5 separate regions of the Mus musculus genome follow, and all the other regions are linked to region 2. A link is a contact called in public HiChIP or PLAC-seq, Micro-C and promoter capture Hi-C data. All regions are on one chromosome and are shown on one strand. Each heading gives the region's core, a stretch centred on a gene start, on an enhancer-like site or on the middle of the called end of the contact. The rest is flanking DNA. Distances are from core to core; before and after follow the strand shown.

Region 1 (5,091 bases), core at 1,931-4,430, 820 kb after region 2:
ATAAAGGTGCTTGTCAACAAGCCCACAAAGATAAGAAGAGGGCATCAGATTCCCTGGCCTTGGAGCTACAGATGGTTCTGAGTCACCACGTGGGTATTTGGAATCAAACATGGGTCCTTTGAAAAAGCAGCCAGTAACTTCTGAGACTTCAGTGCGGTGGCAGGAGAAACTGGTTTCTGAGAGTTTCACCGGAAGAGGATTCCTGACTCCTGAGACTTGTCCCCTGACAGAGACACTCATGCATATATACAGACAAAATAGATAAAAAATAAATTAGTATGTTGAAATACACAAAATTTTCTCTCAAGTATGTTGGTTTCACTCTTTATGTTGATTGATTAATACAGGAGACGTTTGTCCTAAATGTTCTTTTACATGGTAAAGATACTTTCTCTTTATTGATTTATTTTTCTTTTTATTTAATGATTTATTTATTTATTTATTTATTTATTTTATGTATATGAGTACACACTGCAGCTGCCTTCAGACACACCAGAAGAGGGCATCGGATCCCATGACAGATGGTTGTGAGCCACCATGTGGGTTGCAGGGAATTGAACTCAGGATCTTTAGAAGAGCAGCCTGTGTTCTTAACCGCTGAGCTATTTCTTCAGCGCAGAGATACCTTCTTGTTTTACATTTATAACTTTCAGTGAAAAAGACTTACAAAGAAGACCAGTTTTCTAAAATGAGTGTCAACAGAAAACAAAATTAAAAGACAAATGACAACTGGAAAAACATTGATAACATAAAATAAGGAGCTAATGGGGCTGGAAAGGAGGCTCAGTGGTTAGGAACATTGGCTGACCTTCCGGAGGACCTCAGTCCAGTTCCCAGCTACTGTGGCAGCTCCTAACCTTTCATAGCTCCTGCTTCTGGGATCTGAAGCCCTCTTCTGGCCTCTGTTGGCACGAGGCATGCATGTAGCGCAAGACATAACACACAAAATTAAATGAAAATTTTTAAAAATTAAAAAGAAAAGATACTAGCCACAATGATGGTGCCTACCTTTAATCCCAGCAGTTGGGAGGCCGAGGTAGGCAGATATTGCTGTTCCAGTCTATCCTGGTCTATAGAGTGAGTTTCAGGACAACCAAGACTATTCAGAGGAACCCTGTCCAAACAACAACACCCCTACTCAAAAGCCCAGCATAGCTAGCCAGGCCTGATGACACATGCCTTTAATCCCAGCACTCAGGTATTGGCAGAGGCAGGTGGATCTCTATAAATTTGGGCTAGCCTGGTCTACATAGTTTTAGGCCAGTTAGGGTTACATAGTGAGACCTAGTCTCAAGAACAAACAAACAATAGACAAAACCAGAAACAACAAAAAAGCCCAGCATGATGGTACACACCTGTACTCCCAGTACTCAGAAGAGTAAGGCAGGAGAACTGAGTTTCCAGGCTAGCCTGGGAATATATATATATATATATATATATATTCTAGTTGGATACACACACACACACACACACACACAGTGGTAAAAGCCTGTAATCTCAGCATTTGGGAGGTAAGAACAAGATGATCAGAAGTTTAAGGACAGCATCTGCAGGAGTTTGAGGTCATCATGGGTCATATGAGAGACTTGCTCAGAAAGAACACCCCCCCCCCAAGGTGTCTGAGCTGTGTTAAATCCTCTCTGAGTCCACATGGTGAAGGGGAGAACTCCTGGATGATGTCTCTAACCCCCATCCCTGCACCATTGCACGTCTGCCTGTGCCCACCACATACCACACATAAATAAAAGTTGGAAACAACAAACAACAAAAATGAAGCAAGCAACCCCGCCTCCACCCTCACTGAAGAAGTTCTTTCTCATCTGCATAACTCCCTACCCCACACCCTCGGTTCACCTTCACAATGGATGCTGTCCTGTACCACTGCCCAGCTGAAACCCCCACCCTGTCCCTGGTGAGCTTCTCCATGCTCTATAGTATTTCTATACTATAGTGTTCTCTATAGTATTTCTATACTATAGTGTTCTCTATAGTATTTCTAGGGTATGCTATAGCTCACATAGCACATTACAGAGCTTTCTGACTTCTGTTTCCTCCTGATAAATGAACTCTGCTAGGTCAAAGCGTTTATCTCTGCTAACATGTATCACAGCCTGAAAGGGCCTGGCTATGTTCTCAATAAATATTTGTGAAATAACTGAAGTTTTAGAAACAGCATGGGCTGGAGGTGTGGTGCTGTATCCTGGCATTTGTAAAGCCCTGGGTTCCATACTTAACACTTCAATATGGTTTCTATTTTGCTTTTTTTTTTTAATTTTTAAAGTATAAAAGACACATGAATTCATAGTAGAAGAAAGTATGTCAAAATGTTAATGGTCATTTCTGCTGCTGATATTTTTTCCTTCTTTGTTTTTTCCTGTGGGTTTATTCCTGAAATCCTATATGAAATGGGTTATTTTGGGCAAGCATGGTGGCACACACCTATAATCCTAGCACTCAGGACTGAGGCGGTGACAGCACAAGTTCCAGACCAACTTGAACTTCATATAGAGACAAAAATAAAGGGGGTATTTTTGGAATGGCTCAGTGAGTAAAGGTGCCTGCCACCAAACCAGATGATGTGAATTTGCACTCCAGAGCCCATGTAATGATGGAAAGCCGAACCAATGTCTCAAGTTATCTTCTTTCTGACCTACAAAACACACACACACACACACACAGAGAGAGAGAGAGAGAGAGAGAGAGAGAGAGAGAGAGAGAGAGAGAAACAGATAGACAGAGAGAGACAGAGAGACAGAAAGTCAACGAATAATAAAATATGTAGATCGCAAAGCTCCACATTTCAAAAAGTATTATCTATCATGAGAAAACTGCTTCCTAAACCTCTTGTGAGCCTCCAGTACCCTGCACTCAATACCACACAGGGAACTGTTCTTGCTATGAATTTTGTAAATCTGGTTGGTTTTTTTCCCCCTATATAAAAAGCATCAGACATTGGAGAGGTATTGATGCAATATATGCAGTGCAAGGACATATATATGTAAAATATTGCTTTTATTTTGTGGTAAATAGTGCTGAAGGTAATAAATACCCACGCCTCGCCCATACGCTGCAACATCCCCAGGGAACACACCCACCTAGCAACCGGGAGTGGAGCTGAAGAGCAACGCTGCGCCTTTAATTCCGCCTTTAATTGGTGGGGGCAGTGCAGAGAGGTTCCGCTTTCCCATTCCCTCCGCACCTCCAGTGGCAGCTGTCACCTGTAAGCCGAGCGCCGCACAGGGGCATGGAGCCTGGCGCCCATTGGACAGGACCTCTCAGCAGCAACCTACCCCCCAGTCTGGGGGCCAGGCCTGGCGCAGGCGGAGGATAGGAGTCCCAGGTGCCCTTCGCCCGGAGACTTCTCAGCACGGCGGCGAGGGCGTGACTGCAGTCCAGTTTCGGAAATCAGAGTCCCAGGTGAGCCCGGCTGGGCGGCTGGGGCGACCCCGGAGTCGCAGACACCGAGAATGGCGCTGGCAGCCGCCGCCGCTGCCGCCGCTGCTGCCGCAGGGGTGAGCCAGGCGGCGGTGTTGGGCTTCCTGCGGGAGCACGGCGGGCAGGTGCGCAACTCCGAGCTGCTGAGCCGCTTCAAGCCGCTGCTGGACGCTGGGGACCCACGGGGCCGCGCGGCCCGTAGGGACCGCTTCAAGCAGTTCGTCAACAACGTGGCCGTGGTGAAGGAGCTGGATGGGGTCAAGTTCGTGGTGCTGAGAAAGAAGCCCCGGCCGCCGGAAGGACCCGAGGCCCCACTCCCCTCCAGCCCTGGAGTGCCAGCCGCGCTGGCCCAGTGCGCTGCTGTCCCAGCGGAGGACAACTGTGCCCCCGGGGCTCCCCACTCCCCACAGCGATCAGGAGAACCGCCGGAGGACTCGTCCGCACCATCCGAGCTACAGCACACCCCTGAGACCCTACCCTCAGAGGTCACCCAGGTTGAGGCGCCATCAGGCTCAGCGCCACAGCCCGGGGGGCCGGAGGATCCGGCGCTACCTCGGTCCTCGGAGCTAGCCCGACCCGCCAGCGTGCCGTCGGGGCTGGCCCTGACGAGCACAGAGTCGCCAGGCCCGGAGCCTGCACCTCCCACGGCGCAAGTGCCACCGCAGAAGCCTTGCATGCTGCCGGTGCGCTGCGTCGTTCCTGGCCCCGCGGCGCTGCGGATCCGCGCGGAGGAGCAGGGCCTGCGCCGGCAGCGCTCGGAGGAGCCGAGCCCACGGGGCTCCCCGATGCTCCTGCGGAGGCTTTCGGTAGAGGAGTCGGGTCTGGGACTCCACCTGGGACCCGGCCGTTCCCCGCATCTCAGGCGCCTGTCCCGCGCCGGTCCGCGCCTGCTGAGTCCGGACACGGAGGAGATGCCCGTCGCGCCGCTACCGTCACCCGCGGTGCCCCTGGAGCCCACGGAGCACGAGTGGCTGGTGCGCACGGCCAGCGGTCGTTGGAGTCACCAGCTGCACGGGTTGCTCTTGCGGGACCGCGGCCTGGCTGCCAAGCGCGACTTCATGTCCGGCTTCACCGCGCTACACTGGGCGGCCAAGAACGGCGACCGGGAGATGGCTTTACAGCTGGTGGAGGTGGCGCGGCGTGGAGGCGCGCCCGTGGACGTGAACGCGCGCTCTCACGGTGGCTACACGCCGCTGCACCTGGCGGCTCTGCACGGCCACGAGGATGCTGCTGTGCTGCTAGTGGTGCGCTTGGGTGCCCAAGTGCACGTCCGCGACTACAGCGGCCGGCGTGCCTACCAGTACCTACGGCCTGGCTCCTCCTACGCGCTGAGGCGTTTACTGGGTGACCCTGGCCTGCGATCTATGATGGAGCCTGATGCGGCCAGTGGTGGCAGTGGGAGCCTTGTGTCTCGGCACCCCGTGCAGGTAGCCGCCACCATCCTCAGCTCCACCACTAGTGCGTTTCTGGGCGTCCTGGCCGATGACTTGATGCTCCAGGACCTGGCTCGTGGCTTGAAGAAGTCAAGTTCCTTCAGCAAGTTCTTGGGTGCCTCGCCCATGGCTCCCCGAAAAAAGACCAAGATTCGCGGTGGCCTGCCGTCCTTCACCGAAATCTCTCATCGATCCACTCCAGGACCTTTAGCTGGTTTAGTGC
Region 2 (4,754 bases), core at 1,037-3,536:
GCTTGACTCTCAGAGCCCTTGTCTAACCCCTCAGTGAGGCAGGTGCCCCCTTTTCTTATCCAAGGAAGCATGACAGAAGCTCACCCTGACTCAGTGACGGTTGTATACAAGTTATAGACAAGAAGCCCTCCCACTCAGGGGCTTCTCTCACAGGCTACTGATGATCCCTATCACAAGTGGCCCTGTAGCCTCCGGACACCTTCCTGGAACCACAAAAACTTCTGAACCAAAGACCAACGCTTTGAACCCATGCTGGGTGGGGTTCTTCCTGGAGTAGAACAAAGAGGACCAGGTACTGAGAAGAGGCTCATAGGCAATTTTGTCACGTAGGCAATAAATAGTGTATGTTACCATCACCACTACCACCAGCACCAGCACCACCAGCACCACCACCACCACCATCATCATCATCATATTTTGATTATCCATGATCCCAACTCTCGCCTATCCTTGCCTGTTGGCAAGACCAGAGTGGCCCTGAACAGCCTGTCACCAGACACTGGCATACAGAAGGAGCTTAGGGAGCTGAAGGGATTAGAGAGGCCTTAGTCTCCCCAGCTCAGGGAGACTATGCCCCTGTGGCCTAACTCAGGACAATTGTGGGGGCGGGAAAAATAATTACCTGGCCCACCATCCCCTCAGGTTCAGACACGATATAACCAAGCACTTGGCATGGGTTGATCAGCTAAAACTTGAGATCAAATTCCAATCTGCCCAGTGTTATCCATATGGCACTGGGGAAGTCAGTTTTTAAATCTCAACAATAGAAGAGGTCCCACCAACCTCCTAGGTTTCACAGTGAATATTAAAAAAAAAAAAAAAAAAACTCACACATGAAAACACATGATTCTCACAAAAGAATCAACCTCTGCCTTTCCTTTAGCTCAGAAACAACTTTGTCACCACCGCTGATGGTGCTATCCGAATACCAAATAAGAAATATTAGCATGGGGAGAGCATTTGGCCTGGGCTAGGCCAAGCATTTTCACGTACATTATCAGGTTTAGAGATTCTGCACAGAGCTGGGGCCGAGGTGGGGCTGGAAACCCTTTAGAGGTATTAGCCGGAGGCTTGGAGAGGGGAGAGGCCAGTGCTGAGAAGTAGTATTGGTAAGGGGTGGGCCTGTTGGGAGAGTACAGGTATGGGTGTAGGAATCTGGGGAAAGTACTATGCAGAGATTTATCAGGAGTCCTGTAGCTTCCTAAGAAAGAGGGTGCAAGGATGAGGGAGGGAAAGGGGTGAGGCAGGGGGGAAGCCAGGGTACAGCCTTGGGCAGAGCTAAGGGGCAAGTAACCAGTCTTGTCCTCTGGCTAAAGGGCAGCAGGGACCGCTAGTGAGAAAGGTTTCTGGCTGGATCAGGAAACCCAGGTCAGCTCTGCCGTACAATTCACCAAGGGACCTTGGTGGTGGTGGTGGGGGCAACATAACTTGGATTTTGGTCTCTAGAGATGGACACAGACACAAAAAGTCTGCCCTTCCCTTGGCACGGGGCCTAATCTGATCACCGGTTCTCACCACAAGGAGAAAGGAGCTTGAGAACGGAAGGGGGGTTATGGGGGTCTCAGCTAGTAAGGCCCTTCCTCCGGGCTGACCCAGCTGCTTCCCCAACGCTGCCCATGGACCCCCACCAGAATTGGGGGGCGCCTCGGGGACCTTGAAGGGACAATTCAGCAGCCGCAGCAGAGGGCTCCGCAAGGTGGAGATGTCACACCCGCACCCTGGGCCGAGATACTACAGCTTCCCGGAAATGGTGGTCAGGATCGGACCGGGACTTACCGGCAAACAGCCAGAGAGAACCCCCCGACACCAAGAAGAAGGTCAGCATGTCGGTGAGCCGGCCCAGCCCGGCCCGCACTGCTTCCCAGGCCCGCAGCCCCGCAGCCCCAGAGCCACCGCCGCTGCCGCCGCCGCCGGGTATTTTTAGCCCCCGCCTCCCCGCGCCGCTGCGGAGACCCGGCGGGAGGGGGAGGGCGCAGCGCGCGCTCCTCACGGAACCCGACTCCCAGCCCCGCAGCGCGCCGGGACTCCTGGGCAAAGAGACAGCGGCATCCGAACTGCCGAGCCCGACTGGGGGAGGGGCTGGGCCGCCCGCCCCGCAACGTTCTGGGGGAAACGGGCTGGAGGAAGGGGCTCACGGGCTCACTGCCGCTCCTACCTCACCGTGCCTCCACCCATGAACGACCCTACCTCCACACGACCGGCCTCCAAGGTTTTATGGCTAGGCAGGCTCAAATGGCAGCGGGGGTCCAGGGCTTCTGTCCCAGAAAGTGCACATGCTGAAGTGCCGGTTCCTGGCTGAGTCAGACGCCCCCTAGGACCTGATTTTGTAGTTGCTGGGAGCCACATCTGCAAACCCAAGAGGGAAGGGAGTGATGGGGCGGGGGGGGGGGGGGGGGCATCAAGGTGAGGCTAGATTGGATAATACCCACACTTAATAAGAATGCTCAAGGTCAGGTTGGAGGCCACACAAGGTCACGGGAAGACTCACCAGCTGCCATGTCCCCAGGCATGTCTCATGAAGACACAGGCAGCCACATGGAATCACAGGTGTCTCCCAAGGACACAGGCAGTGATGCATATGTGTGGTACATAAGAGCTCAAGTTCCTCTTAGCTGTGATAAATGGTCATACGGTCACTAGGTTGTTGGTGGTCTCATTGCTGAGCTGAAGAGTGAGCTGAAGAGTTGCAATCCCTTTGTCTGGGAACAAAAGGAGGAAGCCTGGCTCTGTGATTTTCTAAAATAATAAAGGTAGGTATTCTGATGGGGCCTCGATGGACATCTTCAAGTGGATTTCACCAAGGTCCCCTCGTTCTTCAAGCATTCAGGACTCATTAGGCTTCCAGCACCGAGGACAGCGCTCAAGCAGCACAGACCTTGGTCAGGCACTGGTTAAGACAAGGACCCATACCAGGAGTAAGAGGGAGAGAAACCAGACATTAGAGATCAGAAAGCAAGGGGTGGATAGGTGAGATTGGATGCTCTCTGTGCACTTGAACTCATATCTAGGCTTCAATTTCTTTGTGTGTGTATCTGTATGTGTTTATCTGTGTGTCTGTGTTTATCTGTGTGTCTCTCTATGTGTTGGGGAGGGGGTGGTCCTGCATCTTTAGTTTGGTATGTGTCTCTTGGCCTATCTCTGTGAACCTTAGAGATGTACAGTCTGCAGAAACATCTACAGTGAGTCTCTACAATAGACCATTCTTTCCCATTACAGGAACCGGGTCTTGGGAGGGCTGCTCTTGCTTGAAGCCAGTCTCTTCCTGGCAAGGGTTTTGCTGGAATCTTAAACTTGGCAGACACCTCTATGAGAGGATCATGGAGGTGATGTGGCAGGATTGTTCCCAGTGGGTGACACAGCAATCAGAAATCCCTCCTGCATTCCCAGCAGCAGTAGCGAACTAATTGAAGGCCTGCCTGCTCAGGTGGAGACCCCGTCAGGGGACACTTCTAGGCTTGGGAGAGGGCATAGATGGTTTCAAGTCAGACTGGCCTAGGGAGTTGGCCAGAATATCATCACACATTTTTTAAATATAATGAAGCCATAAGCAGGGTTTATCCCATTGCAATTTCTGATCATATGCACTGTAGGGCCTTTTCCTTCTTGTGCCTTCCTTCTGCATTCTGTCAATATCCATTTCACATTATAGTTAGGATGAAAAGATCCATCCCCTTCTCGGATGCTCTGGTCTTTCTATCATCTGTACACTGTTCTATCTGTACACAGTGAATACCTGTTAACAGAGCAGGGGTCCTAGGAGGCAAGCAGCAGGCTCTGGGGCCAGTCCTCTGCAACACCAAGTTGCAGGAGCATCTAGGCTCCTGGGTGGCTTCTGGCAGCCTCTTCTCCAGAGTGATGTCATGGGACACATTTAGCCTGGCCTCCTGCAGGATGCTGCATCCAGTTACTCTTCCTATAGATGTCTCTGTTTCTTGCGAGCATCACAGTTTAAAGCTCTGTGCTGGTGCCGAGCTGGTGATAACTTAGCCGAGTGGGGTTCCGCTTTTCTCTGAGCAGTACTTGGCTTCTCTTGAGGGACATCGACAGGAAGACGCTGGGCTGGCTGTGGGATCACGGCCAGGTCGCTTTTCACTCTAGGTGTGTCCCTTCCACTGAGTCACAGGGCTGTTGTTTTCGGTACTGAGTTACCAAGGGCTTCTTCCTCCTTGTAGATCTCCATCATGAATCAGGCAGCTGTAACTCTGAGATCTCTAGACTGCATGGGTCCAGCAACCTTAGAACACAGAGCGAGAGAAGCCAGCATCCAGAGATGTGCAGGCAAGGTGGGATGAGGCTTTTACATCAAGCCATCAGGTAGCTGTGACCTCCTAGTTCCCACTCATTCATGTACTCATTCACTCTTTAAGCTACTGTGTATTCTGTGCCCTCTTCTGGTAGGAGCTGGAGTGTTGGGCAGGCAAGTCAGAAGCAGCAATAACAGCAGGCCAGTATGGTAAGTCTAGAAACAGAAGGATGGCTCTAACCTAACCCTGGGAGGATCACCTCAGGGATGAATCATTCATATTGGACCTTTAACCTTAGGGTAAATATTTAGATAGAAGATGTCTGTTGATTTACACAATGGAATACTACTCAGCTATTAAAAAAATAATTTATGAAATTCCTAGGCAAATGGATGGACCTAGAGGGCATCATCCTGAGTGAGGTAACCCAAACACAAAGGAACTCGCACAATATGTACTCACTGATAAGTGGATATTAGCCCAGAAACTTAGGATACCCAAGATATAAAA
Region 3 (5,003 bases), core at 2,058-4,557, 670 kb before region 2:
TGGTGCGGTGGGGGAGTTATCCTTGTGCTGGGAGAACAAGCCATATCTTTTCTCCCTTGCTTCCCTCCTTCCTTCTCTTCTTCCTTCCCTCCTTCCTCCCCTCCTTCCTTCTCTTCTTCCTTCCCTCCTTCCTCCCCTCCTTCCTTCTCTCCTTCCTTCCTTCCTTCCTTCCTTCCTTCCTTCCTTCCTTCCTTCTGAGTCTGGATCTCACAATGTAGTCCAGGCTGACCTCAAACTTGGTATGGAGACAGAGATAACCGATCCTCCTGCCTCTGCTTCTGAGTGGTGGATTGCAGGCGCGGACCACCAACTCCCACAAGCTATACTTGGATTCTTTTTGTACAGGGGTCAGCCATTATGAATCTGAAACAGCTTGTTCATCAATTCATCATTCATTCATTCATTCATTCATTCATTCGCATGTACTTACTGATACCTGCTGTGTGGTAGGTGCTAGAGCTATGAACGGTGATGGTTCTAATCCTTACAGGGCATCAATGAATGCCTCTTCCGCCTGATTCTCTCCATGAGAGCATTAGAGATTGCTCTCATGGACCCAAGTTCAAGACACAAAATTGATAGGAGTTAAGTTAAAGGAGAATGACAACCATTCAAACCACCCCTGTCTCAAAGTGGGAGATGGGGAGGATTGCTTTAAGGTTCTAGGTGCAGAAGGGCCTCAGAAATTCTCACCTCCCTCAGTGACTGACAGGTGAGGTGACCATCACTTGTACAGAAAGGAAATACTTGGCCATCACGGCAGTTAGAACGGGAACCCTACACACCTGTAGCCTCAAGCATCTGGGTCACCCTTTGAGATGGGCTTCAAGGCTGGAGTCACCTCTCCTCTAATTCCTCACTGCTCTTTTTTGTTGCTTGTTTTTATTTTATGTGTTGAGGGAGTGCCTACATGTCTGTGTGTGCATCACATATATGCCTGGTACCTACTGAGACCAGAGAGGACATTGGATCCCCTGGAGCTGAAGTTACTGTGTATGAAGAACCAAATCCAGGTCCTCTGCAAGAGCCATACGTGCTGTCTCTCTAGCCCATTTGTTTTTTAAAACAGAGTCTTATGTAGCACAGGCTAACCTCAAACTCTATGTACATAACTTAAGAATGACCTTGAACTTCCCATCCTCCTGCCTCTGCCTCCCAAGTACAGGCGAGTCCCACCATATGCAGTTTATGGCATGCTAGAGCTGGAACCCAGAGCTTTATGCCTGCAAGGCAAGCACCAACTGACATGTCTACATCCCTGGACCACACATTCTCCCTTCAGGAAAGTTTTTTGCAGAAGCTGTGGTCTTTGGGACCAAAAGGAAACACCTGAAGGAAGTGGCAGCTTGGAAGGGGCTTGCCCTGACCAGAGCAGAGTCCGGTATCTGCTCACACTTCTGCTAACAGACAGCAGTGAGGTAGCTGTTGGCTGCTTTGGAATTCTTGATGTTTTCTTGTCCCAGCCCAGTTGGGGCCAGAATTGAAGCCACAACAAGTCCTGCTGGAGAATCTTTACCTGAGCCGCCATTGCTTTCTTTGCAGGACTCACCTATTGCATACAGTAAGACAACTGAAATAAGGTTCTGATTGGTAGGATGGCTTGCCTGAAGACTGCATCATAGCAGGACTTCTGGAGAAGACTTCCTCATTTCACATGGAGGGAGGCTACAGGGAAATTCTAGCTATACCACAGCTTCCATCTTGGGCTGCAGGCGTGGGTTCAAGTCCCAGTCAACCATTAGCAAGAGCAAATTCATTGACCTTCCTATGCTGTGTTTTCCTTCTCTCAGGGAAGGGTGGCAGCGAAGGTGTATGTAGTTAAAGCAATGTGTGAACATCTCCAGGAGTACTGTCCATGCCAGAACACCAACTCCACGACATCAGCTCCTCACTGCTAATAATTGACAGTGCTCAGAGGGAGCCTCAACAGCTCCTGGTGTCTACTGAGTTCCTCCCTACGCCAGTGCTTCTCAACTTGTGGTTCGAGACCCCTTTGACAAACCTCTTATCTCCAAAAATATTACAATTCAGATTACAAAACTATTACAATTCAGATTCATAACAATAGCAAAATTACAGTTATGAAGTAGCAACATAAAAATAATTTTATGGGGCTGGAGAGATAGCTCAGCAGTTAAGAGCACTGACTGTTCTTCTGAAGGTCCTGAGTTCAAATCCCAGAAACCACATGGTGGCTCACAACCATCTGTAATGAGATCTGATGCCCTCTTCTGGTGTGTCTGAAGACAGCTACAGTGTACTTACATATAATAATAAATAACTCTAAAAAATAATAATAATTTTATGGTGGGTGAGGAGGTGTCACCATAACATGAGGAACTGCATTAAGGGATCATAGCAGTAGGAAGGTTGAGAACCACTGTGTTACACTGGGCCCCACCCTCAGAGAGCTGAGTGGAGAAAAAGTATTACTATAGAGAGACTGGCAGTATAGCTCAGTGATTGGAATGTTGTCCTGGAATGCACAAAATGCCTGTGTTCCATCCCCAGGAAGTTGGAGGCAGACCTGGGTTCAGAGTCCAGGATTGGAGAGATGTTTCAGTCAGTCAAGTGCTTGCCACACTAGCATGAGGACCTGAGTTTGGATCCCCGGCACCCACATTAAAAAAAGAAAAAAGGAAGCCGGGCATGGTGGCGCATGCCTTTAATCCCAGCACTCGGGAGGCAGAGACAAGCAGATTTCTGAGTTCGAGGCCAACCTGTTCTACAGAGTGAGTTCCAGGACAGCCAGGGCTACACAGAGAAACCCTGTCTAAAAAAAAAAGAAAAGAAAAAAGACAGGCAGACAGACAGACAGAAGGTGGACAGACAGACATAGCGAAAGAAAAGCCTGGTGTGGCAATGTGAAGGTTGGAGGTGGAGACTGGGGCATCCCTGGGGCTGGTTGGCTGGTCTGGCTGGATCTATGAGTTCCATATTCAGCAAGAGCCTCTGTCTCATGTAAGATGGGAAGAAACTGAAGCAGCAAACCCAGTCTCAAAAAGGGGTGGGGGTGGGGGTTTGGAGTGAAGGTGGGAGGCAAATGAGAGGGAGGGGTGAGGAGAAGAAAGACACACCCTGCTATGAATTCAGGAAAGGATGGAGACAGGAAGCCAGGAATCATTCTACCTGGAACCTAGAGGTGGGCCAGGGTTTGGGGGAGTGGGTGAGGTGGGCAGGAGGGGCTTTTGAAGGCAGAGCATGAGGCTAGAGTCCTCATAGAGGTCATACCACAACCTGTGTAAGGACAAGTCCCAACTATCAGGCAGTGGGCCCCTCCCCCAGGCCCAGCTGTTCTCAGAGCTTCCAGCACATGCATTTCCTCCCATGAATGGTCCCACCCCTTCCTCTCAGCTATCACCATCTGTCAGCGATGCTGCCAGCTAGAGTAAAATCCCCTCCCTGGCACCCAGCAAAAGAGCCCTGGACTTTGACCTGGGAGGGCCCGGAAAAAAACAAAACAAAAAAACAGAAAACCAAAAGCCCAGGGGAAGAGGAAAGGGACACTCCGATTCCCGCACGTTCTCATATATATCCAAATCCAAATCCTCACAGGGCATACAGAAAGCCAGGTCACTGCCAGCCATGCCGCCCAGGGACAGACCAAAGAGAGCCAGAGTCAGATGCATGCTGTTCTGAGCACGCAGGCTATGAGAAGACAGAACCTACTGGCACGCTTAGCTCATTGTTGACCACATAAAGAAAAAAAAAATGAATTGATTAGGCCCACAAGCACACCAGAAGTACATCATCCCTGGCCACATGGGAAACACCTAGCCCAGCCCTCCAAAGTTGTTTCACACACACACACACACATACACACACACACACACACACACACACACACACACACACTGGCACGATCATCCACCCTTTCCTTGCTGTACCATCTTAGTGAACCATGTACAACTCCTGGTCCTGGGGATCTGCCTGATTGTGTGCAAGTTCTACGGAGAGACACTTAGGCTCCCTGCGGTGCCCAATAGCTGGGGATTGCTCTCTGTCCTCCCAGGCCAGCCCCCTGGGGAGCCAGGTGGTGTGTGGGCCCAAACCCAAGAAAGGAATGAAGACCTGGATAGGGTCTCCTTTCCCAAGGAGGCTTAAGACCTCAGGTGAGAGACTTACAGAGACCAGAAAGATGCTCCCATTGTAGACACTATGTCAGAAGTGTTCCAGGAAGGGTTAACAGTGCCTACTAGTCTTTGAAAGCTCCCACGGGGCCTATAAAATAGAACATGCTGGGATTTGCCCAAGGTGAGTCAAGGTCACTACCTGCCTCATGCCTCCGCTGTTCCCAAGATAAAATTCCCCAGTGAGTGAGATGAAAACCTAAAATGAAACTGCTAAGCCTTCTCGGACTCTGAACCTCATCTCTGTCACCTTCGTCAGCAGTGGCAGCAAATCTATAGTCATACTTATCATCATGGCCACCCTCCCCATGGTCTCCAAGGAAGTATAGTAGGATACACTTTAGCTTAGGCAAGGACAGGCTTCCTGAATGAGTCTCACCACCACCACCCCCCCGCCCCCCCCCCCCCCGCCCCCAGTCTTCTACCCAGGGAAGATACTACAAAGACAATGAGGTGAAGCTTTCGGAAGAGCCTCGCAGGGTGCTGGACCCCTAGGGATAGCTGGGCCCTATACCCTCTCCAACTTTCCCAGGATTCCTCTCTCTCTCTCTCTCTCTCTCTCTCTCTCTCTCCCATTCTGAAGTCCAGGCTTATGGGAGCTAGTTATTTACATAGACATGCGACCTCGTTGGGGAATTTCCCCAGACACCAGGCTTCCTTTCTGAGGTTAGGCCACCTCATTGCACTGCTCCTTCCTCTCCCATGTACCCCAGCCACCCTCAGGCTGCAGCCCCTGACATCTGGCAGGTGTAGGTCCCCGGCACACAGATTTAGTCTCAGTCTTTGACCTTGGAATGTGCCCCAAGGACCTGGGGCAAAGATATCAAAGTACTACACAGGTGAAAAGAAAATGGAAGGAGTAGGGACAGGAGC
Region 4 (4,686 bases), core at 1,352-3,851, 530 kb after region 2:
CACACTGTGGATGTGCTGAGAACCTAAGCAGCACCCCCTTCTCAGCCCTGGCCTGGCAGGCCTTGGATGCTTCTCTCTGGCTACCGAGCATTGGAACATGGGACCTTCTTGCTTTAGAGTCTCCTCAGGACGCCTGGCACAGTGACTCCTACATAGATAGGCTCCTGCTCATACTCCCAAGGGATCCCTGAACCAGACCTGGGTGAGGGCTGCCTATGTAATATTGCCCTACTCTTCTCCCCTTAGGTAAGACATAAAGAGAAAAGGTTTGTGTATGTGTGGGGGTGGGTGGGTGGGGGACTGTTTGTTTTTAATAAAAAGTATGTATGGGAACAACAGCCACCATGAGTTAAGTTTTTTTTTAGTTCTGTTTTTTAAATTTTTATGCGTGTATTGTGAGTGTGTGTGTGAGAGAGAGAGAGAGAGAGAGAGAAAGAGAGAGAGAGAGAGGAGAGAGAGATACAAGCCAGGGCACTTATGTACAGGTCAGAGGCCAACCTCCTACCATGAGAGGACTCTAGGGATCAAAGTTAGGCCTTCAGGCTCACTGGAAGGTGGTGCCTTTACCTGCTGAGCAAGCTCACCAGCCCCAAGATCCAGGAGGCTCTTACCACCACCACTCTTGTTACTGCTGGTTAACTGTATACTATTTCAATCAAGTTGGTTCAAGTTGGTCTTGGGTTTCACACTTTTTACATGACTTTGTAATCTACCTTAAAGTGCCTCAGTTTCCTTACGCGAGACCCATCTCACAGGATTACTATGCCGGTTAAAATGCACAATTTGGTAACATATCAAAAAAGGTGCCAAGCACATATTAATTATCACCAATGCTACTGCTGCTGCTATACTGCCATGCATGCCAGCTGTGGCTTCTTGGGTCTCCTACGTAACTAGTCCCGTTCCTAACCACTATCGACTGCTTTTCTGTCTGTCTTGTCTATCCAACTGGAGCCATGTAAGACTTATGTATACAGTGTTTCTCTTGGAAGAGAGAGGAACCCAGGCTCTGCAGAAGCTGAGAAGTTTTGGTGCTGAGGACTGTACCACTAGGAGGGTGAGCTGGCCACAGCTTCAGGAAGGAAGAAGCAGGAGGCAGAAGTCAGACCTTGCACGTTCTGGCATGCAGCACCCACTGGGAAATACATTTTCCTGCTCTCTTAACGTTCACTCATGAAATTTGGCGCCCCAAGAGAACATGCATTAAACAGTGGCAGGAATACGCAGGATAACACTCACTTTATTGATCCAGATCAGCCCTGGGATTTGGTTGGAATTAATCTGCATCTCTAGCCAGGGTCTCATCCGCATTCGAGTGATTGGCATGGTGGCTGGAGGGAAAAGACAGAGGCCTGTGTTTGGAGTCTGTTAAACAACCCTGGGCACTGCCCTGCTCCACCCAAGGCCGCTCGCTCAATTACCTTCTCCTGTCCTCACACCCAGGTCATTACCCTCCCCCACTCTCCTGCCATCAGCCAGGTACCCAGGTCATAGATTAGGGACCCTGAAGTAGAATGAAACTCTCCAGCATCATGGGCAAAGCCACCTGCCCATTCTTTTCAGTCTCTCCCAGTCAGTCTCAGGAATAAACAACCAAGCAAGTCTGGATGGATGGATGGTTGCAGGATATATGTGCAAAAAAAAAAAAAAAGCCAAAAGACAGACATCTCAATGACAGAACTTTTCTCTCAAAATTCAATCTTTGGAAGAAGGAAGGGACTACTTTTGCTTGTCACCCCCAGCCCTGCACCTTCCAGGCTGTGCAAGCAAGCAAGTCAACCTCCATCTCGGGCACTTCTACCCACCCACTCCAATCCAGTCTATGTCCCCTCTTGACAGCCAGTGCCCACAACATACAGGCTGGGGCGCAACCCCTTCCGGCCTGGTTTCCCCTGCTGTTAAGAGAAGTGGCGCAAGCAACACCTGTGGCACCTCCTCCCGAAAGCCCAGTAGTTCACGACCCGGTCCAGCCAGTCAAGGCAGCGAGCCAACCTCTGCACCGAACACTGCGCGTCCGAAAGCAAGAGCTGGGAGCCAAGCTGCGACCGCCAAAAGTGCGCGCAGGCGGACATCCGAGTCCCCCGGCGCTGCTCGCGGGTGCGCGCGACGGCCACTCTGGGCTACCAAGAGGCCCCGCAGCGGCTCCGCGCACGCAGACCGCCGAGCGCGGCCAGAGGGCGGTGCACGCCGCGGCCCGCCTCCCGCCCGCTTGCAGCGCCCTCCCGAGCCAGCGCGCCACCGCGACCCAGGGTGTCTCTGGCCCCCACTTCCTGGTGTCCCGTGCGCCTTTTGTTCCACGGCACCCGTCGGTGCCCGCGCAGCTCCGGCGAGCTCACCTTTGCTGCAGGAGCGATTCGCAGAGGGTGCCGGAGAGCGAGGCACGGAGTTGCGGTGTAGGTACGCGATGCGCGCACGAAGCGAAAGATGCCCGAGATGCTGGGGTCCCTCTGGCCACCTCGGCTGACCTCGGCGCAACTCGGCCCGGTTCGGTTCGGTTCGGTTCGGTTCGGTTCGGCTTAGACTGTGAAAGCACGTCCTACCTCGACGAAGGAGTGGTGCGCACTGGCGAGTCCGCGGCGCCGCGAAGAAATCTAAACACTTAGCGGGATTCCCCGGCCCGGACTCGGCCACGCCCCCGCCGCGCCGCTCCTGCGCGCCCATTGGCCCACTCGGCCTCATCATTTCGGGGAAATCAGGCTGTTGTAGAGCTAAGCGGCGAAGGGGAAGTACAAGGCAGCTGTGCTCCCCACCCCCTCGGGCCCGCGCCACCGCCCCGGGGCTACCGCGGGCCCGCCCCTTGCTCCACTCCACTCCCCTGCCCCCTTGCCTGTCTTGGAAAGCCGAGACCGTCCCCCTCTTTCTGCAGACTCCCAGCCTGCTGGCTCCTATGATGGTCTTCCCCTTCTCCACGGGAGACACCTAACTCCCTATGTCTCTAGAACACCTGATTCCCTCTCCAGAAGGGTCCCCGGGACTAAATCACCCTCAAAATCAGTCTGGTAATGAAGTGTCAAGAAGGGAGAGATTATGTCCCTGTACCGCCTTACTTGCCACTTGGCTGCTCTGGGAAATTGAGGCAGAAGGCCTAACTTGGAAATACGGGGCAGTAGGAACTCCCAGCCTGGACTCTGCAGGGCCAGCCGTTGAAGGACTCAAGGACTCCGTAACCATAAAATGTCAATAGCTCACTTGCTAGTCTGAAGTGATGGGGGAACACCTTGTCCTTATGGGGAGAGATGATGTGTTTGCTTACATGGGCACAAGATGCGGGTGTGCTTTCCTGTGCCACACGAGGTTCTAGCTAGCGGTGACCAAGGCGACCCTTATTCCTTGGGACTACCTAACACCAAAGAAGTGGATAAAATTCCGAAGTGGCCGTGGTTCCTTCTATGACACCTACTTCAGCTCTCCATCCTCGACGTAGCCCTAGGGAGAGAGTTCCTCTCTGATAGTCTTGAAGTCATTTCTGAGTCCCCAAAGCCTGGCTCTGGAGAAGTTCTGGGCAGCATAGGGAAATTGTGGCTAAGGGGGGACCCAGGTCCCAAGGGGATGGCAAGGGCAGCGGGTTAACTGGTGTTCACGAGTAAACCTTGCCAGTTTGTTCTTTCTCTTAGCGGCTGGGCTAGTGTATACATGTTCCATCTCCGAACTCTGGCCCCTCAGGCTTCTTCATTCGCTTCCTCGCAGCTTCTGACTCACAAGTACATCAGTCCTCTACCGTGTCATTCTCTTGTGTCACCTTCCTCACCCTAGCTGTCCGTCTAGGACAGCACCCAGTTTGAATGTTGCAAGCTGTAATACACACATCAATGGACGATTGTACCTGTAACGTCACTGCCTCATAGACGAGCTAGGAGATTCAAGGTGGCAGGAGGATTTGGAAGGAGGAATTGAGACTCTAGAATAAATACGGAGGTATTTGAAGTCGCAAATTAAGAGAATCACTAGAGACCAGGGCCTTCTGATCACATGACTCTGAATCTGACACCTGCTCTCTGTGCAACAGATGTATACTTGCTCTGTGGAGACACTCTGACCAGCCAATGGAAAATTCAAAATGAGATTAGGGAGAGAAACTTTGTAACTCTTGAAGCCCACAGAGACCCTACTGAAAGCAACCAGAGACTACAAATTACATCAAAATAACTGTGTGGGTATACATAATGAAAGTCAGCCTGTGTCCTGGAATGTCCATATGCAGCCTTGTTAGTGATGGGTACCTGTTTTCTGTCATAAGGATAAATAAAAATTTACCCGATAGATAAATACCCTGTTGTAGGACATTTAGGTTATTTCCACCTTTTCCCAATAGAGACAACACTGTGAGCAAAGTCTCTACACACACACTAACAGTCTTCTGCTTAGGAGATGTCCCTGTCCCACCCTCACTGCTACGATTTAACAGTGAAACTGACCATTTTCATCTTTTAAATGTTCTATGCGAGGTTTTTCCCACTTTGACTTTAGGGGTTCTCCTTTTTTAAAATTTATTTATTTATTTATTTATTTTTATTTATTTATTTATTTTTGGAAGAGGGTCTTCTGTAGCCTGGGTTAGCCTTAAACAACTCATCTTCCTGCTTCTATTTCCTAATGCTGGGATTACAAGTCGGTACCACCATCTTGCCTGGTACTTGATTTAAAATTATAAATAATATGCCTATGATTGGGTATAGGGCTATGGTT
Region 5 (5,381 bases), core at 1,223-3,722, 600 kb after region 2:
CTTCACTTTTTGTTTTTTGAGACAAGGTCTCATTGTAGCTGTGGCTAACTTGGAATGTCTTACACGCGTTCTCGACCGGCCAGGAAAGACGCAGCAAACCAGAATCTTCTGCGGCAAAACTTTATTGCTTACATCTTCAGGAGCAAGAGTGCAAGAGAGCAAGAGCTCTATTGCTTACATCTTTAGGAGCCAGAGCGCAAGAGCGCTAGAGTGCAAAGGGCAAAAGCAAGAGCCAGAGCAAGAGTGCAAAAACGCAAGAGTGCAAGAGAGCAAGAAAAAGAACAAGAACAAGAAAGCAAAAGAGCAAGAAAAAGAACAAGAAAAAGAACAAGAGCAAGAGAGAGAAAATGGCAAAACCCCGTCCCTTTTAAGGAGAATTATCCTCCGCCTAGGACGTATTACTCCCTGATTGGCTGCAGCCCATCGGCCCAGTTGTCATCACGAGAAAGGCAGAACACATGGCGGGAAAACTGCCCCTGCACGTGTGCAGATTATGTTTACCACTTAGAACACAGCTGTCAGCGCCATCTTGTAACGGCGAATGTGAGGGCGGCTCCCCACAGGAATGTGCAATGATCCTCCTGCCTCAGCTTCCCTAGAACAGGGATTACAGGCTTGTCTCACCAGGTCTGTCTGGCTTCTTCTTTTTCTTGAAAAAAAAAAAATTAAAGCATGAAGCCAAGTGTGGTGGCTCACACCTTTGATCCCAGCACTTGAGAGTCAGAGGTAGGTGGCTCTCTCAGTTTGAAGCCAGCTTGGTCTACATAATGAGTTCCTGGCTGCCAAGATTACACGTCACAAAATGACAATGGAAAAATTAAAATGTAATTATATCATTTCCCCCTTCCCTTTTCTCCCTTCAGCCCTCTCATGTTCTGTCTCCCCTTTACTCTCTCTCAAATTCATGGCCTCTTTGTTATTTTACACACACACAAACAACCTACCGAGCCAGTTAGTGTTACTTGTACACATATGATTTCAGGGCTAACCACTTGGTATTGGATAACCAACTCCTCCCCAGAAAAGACCACCTCTTCTCTTCTCAGCAGTTAATTCCATTGTAGTTCTCTATGGGCTCCCTTTCCATGTCAGCATGTCTACTGATGCTGTCCTTGTTCAGGTCTTGTTTAGGCAGCCATATTGCTATGGTATCATGTGTGAAATTTTCTGTCATTTCTAGGAGACACAATCTCACAGGTTTCCTGGACCTCTGGTTCTTACAATCTCTTCACCCCCTCTTCTGACATGTTCTGTGAGCCTAGGTCCAAGAGTTGTGCTGTTGATCTATGAATCAGGGCTGGGCACGCCAGGCCAGCCTTTTATTTTTGTATGAGACAGGGTCTCACTCTTAGTCCACACTTAACAGTGAAAGGCATCCTCCTGCCTCAGTCACTCACCTGAGTGCAGGAATTACAGGTTTGAGCCTCCATAGCCAGCCCCTTTCTACCTAATTCCTACCTTGTGACCTTGTTGACAGGAGCGGACTTTCTTCCTACTTATAAGAACCCTGTCTTGGAACAGCATCTGGTTTTGGGTCCACAAACTTTTGGTCTTAAACTCCTTTTGCACTTTTAAATACTGCTGAGGGTGGAGGCATTGTATATGTTACTAATAGTTCAGTGGCAAAACTTTAAAAAAAGCCTACACACACATATATACTTTGTGTATTGCCTGCATGTATTACAGCATGTCTATGCCTGGAACTCAGGGAGGTCAGAAGAGGGTGTTAGATCCCCTGGAACTGGAATTACAGATGGTTGGGGCCACCATGTGGGTGCTGGGAATTGAACCCCGACAATCTGCAAGAGCAAGTGCTCTTAACCACTGAGCCACCTCTCCAGCTCACAAAACCATTAGCTCTGCAAGGATCTCAACACAAGCCTATGTAAGCATTAACTAGCAACATTTACAGCTTAGTAGAAATGAAAACTGATTTATTCTAAAGGAAAAATATATACAAGAGTGCAGTCTATTGTAATGGCAGCACCACAGTCACGTGATCAAGAGAAACTACTCGCCACTATAAAGTGAAAAACCAAAAAAAAAAAAAAAAATAATAATAATAATAAAAAGTGACAGTGAAAAACGCTGTTAAACAGTACTGTCCGTACAGTAGATGTCATTAACAAACCACTAACTGGGGTCTCCGACTGCACCCCAGCCTACCCATGCGGTCCAGGGATCCAAATGTGGACGTAAAGTATGGTCTTCGCTACTTAAGATGGGCTAGGAGGCTCTGTAATAGCGACGCTTGGAAGACTGAGGCAGGAGAATCGCAAGTTCGAGCCTACAGAGCTAGACCCGATCTCAAAACGTCAAAGCAAACAGTGATAGGTGGCAGCTGCCTCCCTGCCCAACTTCTAAAAGACAACAGCTACTCGTCCTGCTCGTGTTGCTTAGGACTCCCACTTCCCGGCATGCCCCGGGCGTGCGAGAGGCGTGGACAAGTACGCGCCCGCCCCCACGTGACCCCAGGTCGTGCGAGGCGGGAATGTGCGAGCTTACGGTTGCTGGCTCGCTTGGCTTTTCTGGGCTGTGCAGACCCTAACCGGCCCGCGCCCTCCCGGGAAACCGAAGCCCGCGGGGCCGGAAGTGCTCTCGCCACCGGAGCTCCTGCTCGCAGCGCGTGTTCGGAACTTTTGGGTCCTCTCGCGGCGTTCCTTCCCGGCTTGCCCAGCTTCCGCCTTGAGGTTAAAACTCGCCCCTGGCACTGAGTAAAGGAACGTGGTGCAAACATGTCCCGGATCGAAAAGATGAGCATTCTGGGCGTGCGAAGTTTTGGGATAGAGGATAAAGATAAGCAGATTATCTCTTTCTTCAGCCCCCTCACAATTTTGGTTGGACCCAATGGGGCGGGGAAGACGGTAAGTCCTGAGGCGAGGGCCCCAGAAGGTGTTTAGGGCGTCGCCCTGCGCGCTGCGTGGGCCTCGGGGACCTCAGAGCCGGTCCGGCCCAGCAACTCGGAGTGTCGGAAGCCCACGCGTGCGCTCCGCTCTGGCATCTCGTTCCCGGGGAAGGCCGGCTGCGCCCCTGCTTCCCAGCCCCGCCCCCTAGTTCCGGAAGCGTAGCAGACTCTCGCCACCTACCTGTGCCCAACTGGGACCTCCCAAAAGCCCCTCCAAAAAGCTTTTTTTTTAAATATGAGAGATAGGTAACCTAGAGTTGCAAAACATGTCTACTGGTAAAACATAACGATGGAAAAAAAAAGACTTATTGTGGACATGAAGCTGATAGAGTAGCCCTAACGCTGGAAAATTATTTTATTACTTCTGAAGATTTGGGCAATGCGTTGTGACACACTCGTTTAATCCTAGATTGGCAGAGACATGCCCATTTCTATGAGTTTGAGGCCAGTTTGATCTACACAATAAGTTGCAAGATAGCCAGAAATACCAACTTGGATGTTGAATGTCAGGAGGTGGACTTTTATGTGGAAATGTTACTTGACATTGTACCAGGTCTGTTCTTAGCCTTGATCTCCTGGAAGGAAGACATAATAAAGCGCTTATAATCACTAGCTACATGTATACATATTTTTTGCTATTATTTAATTTATTTATTTTGGACACAGCATCCCACATAGCTTAGGCTGACCTGATCTTCTTGTCCACCAAATGCTAGAATTGTAGATACACACCTCCACACCTGGCTGTGAATGAATATTTGTCATAAACTACTGTGGTTCTCATCACTAAATAACACACAACTTGCTCTTTTTTTAGACCATCATTGAATGTCTAAAGTATATTTGTACTGGAGATTTCCCTCCTGGAACCAAAGGAAATACATTTGTTCATGATCCCAAGGTAATGGTGTCTGTAAAGTTTTGTATTTTAAGAATTAAATTTTTATAATTCTAAAAGTAGTGGTTGCTTATTGTAGAGGACCTTAGAGTGGAAAGTATGCAGAGAAGATGGTCACCTGCAGTGGACGCACCCAGTGATAACCATTGTTGGCATTTTTATTTTCCTATGTACTGTTTAACCCAGCAGAGATCATAGTCCTATCTAATGGTACATTTCGGGGTTTTCCCCCCAGAGCACTGTCATACAGTGTGAAGTTATTAAAGCACAATAGGGCTGACAAGAGCAGGTAAACACATTTGCTGGTCACGCCAGGGTCAAACTTAAGAAGGGTGAGGGGAGAATTGACTCCACAATGAGTTCTCTGACCTTGTGTCATGCACAGACATTCGCGTGTACATACACACATACACACACACACACACACACACACACACACCTCTAATAATAATAACAAATAATAAAAGGAAGTTTTGAAGAAGAAAGCAAAACCACTATAATGATTTCTTAATCTTGGTGTATGGGATGTTTCAATCTTTAGACTTTTTTTTTTTTAATTTAGCTGGAGTCTTTTAGTTGAAATTTGTGATGCTATATAAAATCATTAATAGTTGCAGTATTATTTGCAGTTAGATTGCTTTTAGTTTTTCACCATAGTCTACCGTGATGTAAATCTTTGGAATGCCTTGTTTGGATTGTGATGTTTTACATATAAATATGTTTTGCATATCTATATGCAACAAGAATGTGAATTTATGTAGTGCCGCAGAATCCCATTAAGGTAAGTGTTTATTGTTAAATTCTTTCTGTGCTTGTAAAACCATGTCTTTGTGTATCTATAATTACACTTTCACATTTATATTTTAGTGTATCAGAATTTTGTTTATTATACAAATTAAGTAGGTGGTGTGCTGTGCATCTGTTAATGCATATACACACTTGCTGGTTTTAGTTTCTGTTAATGCTTCGTTGAGTTCATGTCCTGCAGGGTTGTTGTTACTTGCTTTAATACAAAGTCTGACTGTATAGTCCTGGCTGACCTGAGACTATGTGAACCAGGCTGACCCTGAATGAACAGAGATTGACTTGCATCTGCCTCCAGCCCTTGTTTATTTAACCAATCACCTGTAAGTCGTTTAAGTAGCATCATTAAATGTGACTTTAAACTTTCATGTAAGCTTGGTATGCCGCAGCATGCCTGTAATCCAGCACTCTAGAAATAGAGGCAAGAGGACCAGGAGAGCGAGGCCAGACTGGGCTATATGAGACCCTGTCTCAGATGAACAAAGCCAGCTTGTCATATTTTTGACAAGATGACACAACCCTAGACAAAACTGGCAGTGAGGGAACCTCAATTGAGGAATTGCCTCCACAGATTGGCCTGGGAGGCTGTCCGAGCAAGGGCTGTCTTCTTGATTGCTTATTGATATGGGAGGGCTGAGCCCCTTGCAGGTAGTACCATCCTTAGGCAGGTGGGTGTGAGCTGTGTAAGAGAGGTAGCTGAGCAAGCCAGGGCAACCCAGCCAGGAAGCAGCACTCCTCCATGATTTCTGCTTTAGTTCCAGTCTACACATTCCT

What was found. Promoter capture Hi-C pulls out the DNA fragments that hold promoters and counts their contacts. A called contact is a pair of places that touch in the nucleus more often than the background predicts. HiChIP or PLAC-seq counts read pairs in DNA pulled down with a chosen protein or histone mark.
Region 1: a promoter capture Hi-C map of embryonic stem cells shows a contact between it and region 2, with 4 times the contacts expected there. The contact joins the promoter of Sowaha here to the promoter of Acsl6 in region 2. A contact is called at or near these places in 3 of 39 promoter capture datasets (embryonic stem cells, hippocampal neurons and liver) and 2 of 9 other capture datasets (liver and macrophages).
Region 3: a contact with region 2 is called in a Micro-C map of embryonic stem cells, with 4 times the contacts expected there. The contact joins the enhancer-like site here to the promoter of Acsl6 in region 2. A contact is called at or near these places in 1 of 39 promoter capture datasets (pre-B cells), 1 of 15 datasets of contacts at CTCF or cohesin (large pre-B cells) and 3 of 484 Hi-C or Micro-C datasets (B cells, embryonic stem cells and pro-B cells).
Region 4: a Micro-C map of embryonic stem cells shows a contact between it and region 2, with 3 times the contacts expected there. The contact joins the promoter of Irf1 here to the promoter of Acsl6 in region 2. A contact is called at or near these places in 1 of 484 Hi-C or Micro-C datasets (embryonic stem cells) and 1 of 115 datasets of contacts at active chromatin or transcription factors (pancreatic cancer cells).
Region 5: a contact with region 2 is called in an H3K4me3 HiChIP or PLAC-seq map of bone marrow-derived macrophages, with 4 times the contacts expected there. The contact joins the promoter of Rad50 here to the promoter of Acsl6 in region 2. A contact is called at or near these places in 2 of 39 promoter capture datasets (embryonic stem cells and hippocampal neurons) and 1 of 115 datasets of contacts at active chromatin or transcription factors (bone marrow-derived macrophages).

What each region holds. Positions count from the first base shown.
Region 1 is chr11:53,478,284-53,483,374 of GRCm38.p6, reverse strand. Sowaha (sosondowah ankyrin repeat domain family member A) reads left to right here and starts at 3,180. Exons shown (of 1, transcript NM_183173.2): 1 at 3,180-5,091. The coding sequence starts at 3,468. It overlaps Gm19835 (a long non-coding RNA gene), which reads left to right. Exons shown (of 2, transcript XR_106225.5): 2 at 1-291.
Region 2 is chr11:54,301,356-54,306,109 of GRCm38.p6, reverse strand. Acsl6 (acyl-CoA synthetase long-chain family member 6) reads right to left here and starts at 2,286. Exons shown (of 21, transcript NM_001033598.1): 1 at 2,188-2,286. It overlaps Gm51861 (a long non-coding RNA gene), which reads left to right and starts at 2,409. Exons shown (of 3, transcript XR_003949553.1): 1 at 2,409-2,750; 2 at 4,173-4,283; 3 at 4,399-4,643.
Region 3 is chr11:54,972,330-54,977,332 of GRCm38.p6, reverse strand. No RefSeq gene overlaps it. Among named protein-coding and RNA genes, the nearest start is that of Tnip1, 12 kb to the right of the region's middle. Within about 2 kb of position 3,307, at least 134 of the 459 cell types and tissues checked have an H3K27ac peak or open chromatin away from gene starts, as enhancers often do. A contact at or near this core is called in B cells, embryonic stem cells and pro-B cells, where this site is marked.
Region 4 is chr11:53,767,929-53,772,614 of GRCm38.p6, reverse strand. It overlaps Irf1 (interferon regulatory factor 1), which reads right to left and starts at 2,601. Exons shown (of 10, transcript NM_008390.2): 1 at 2,337-2,601; 2 at 1,240-1,331. The coding sequence starts at 1,326.
Region 5 is chr11:53,704,410-53,709,790 of GRCm38.p6, reverse strand. Rad50 (RAD50 double strand break repair protein) reads left to right here and starts at 2,472. Exons shown (of 25, transcript NM_009012.2): 1 at 2,472-2,864; 2 at 3,723-3,806. The coding sequence starts at 2,736.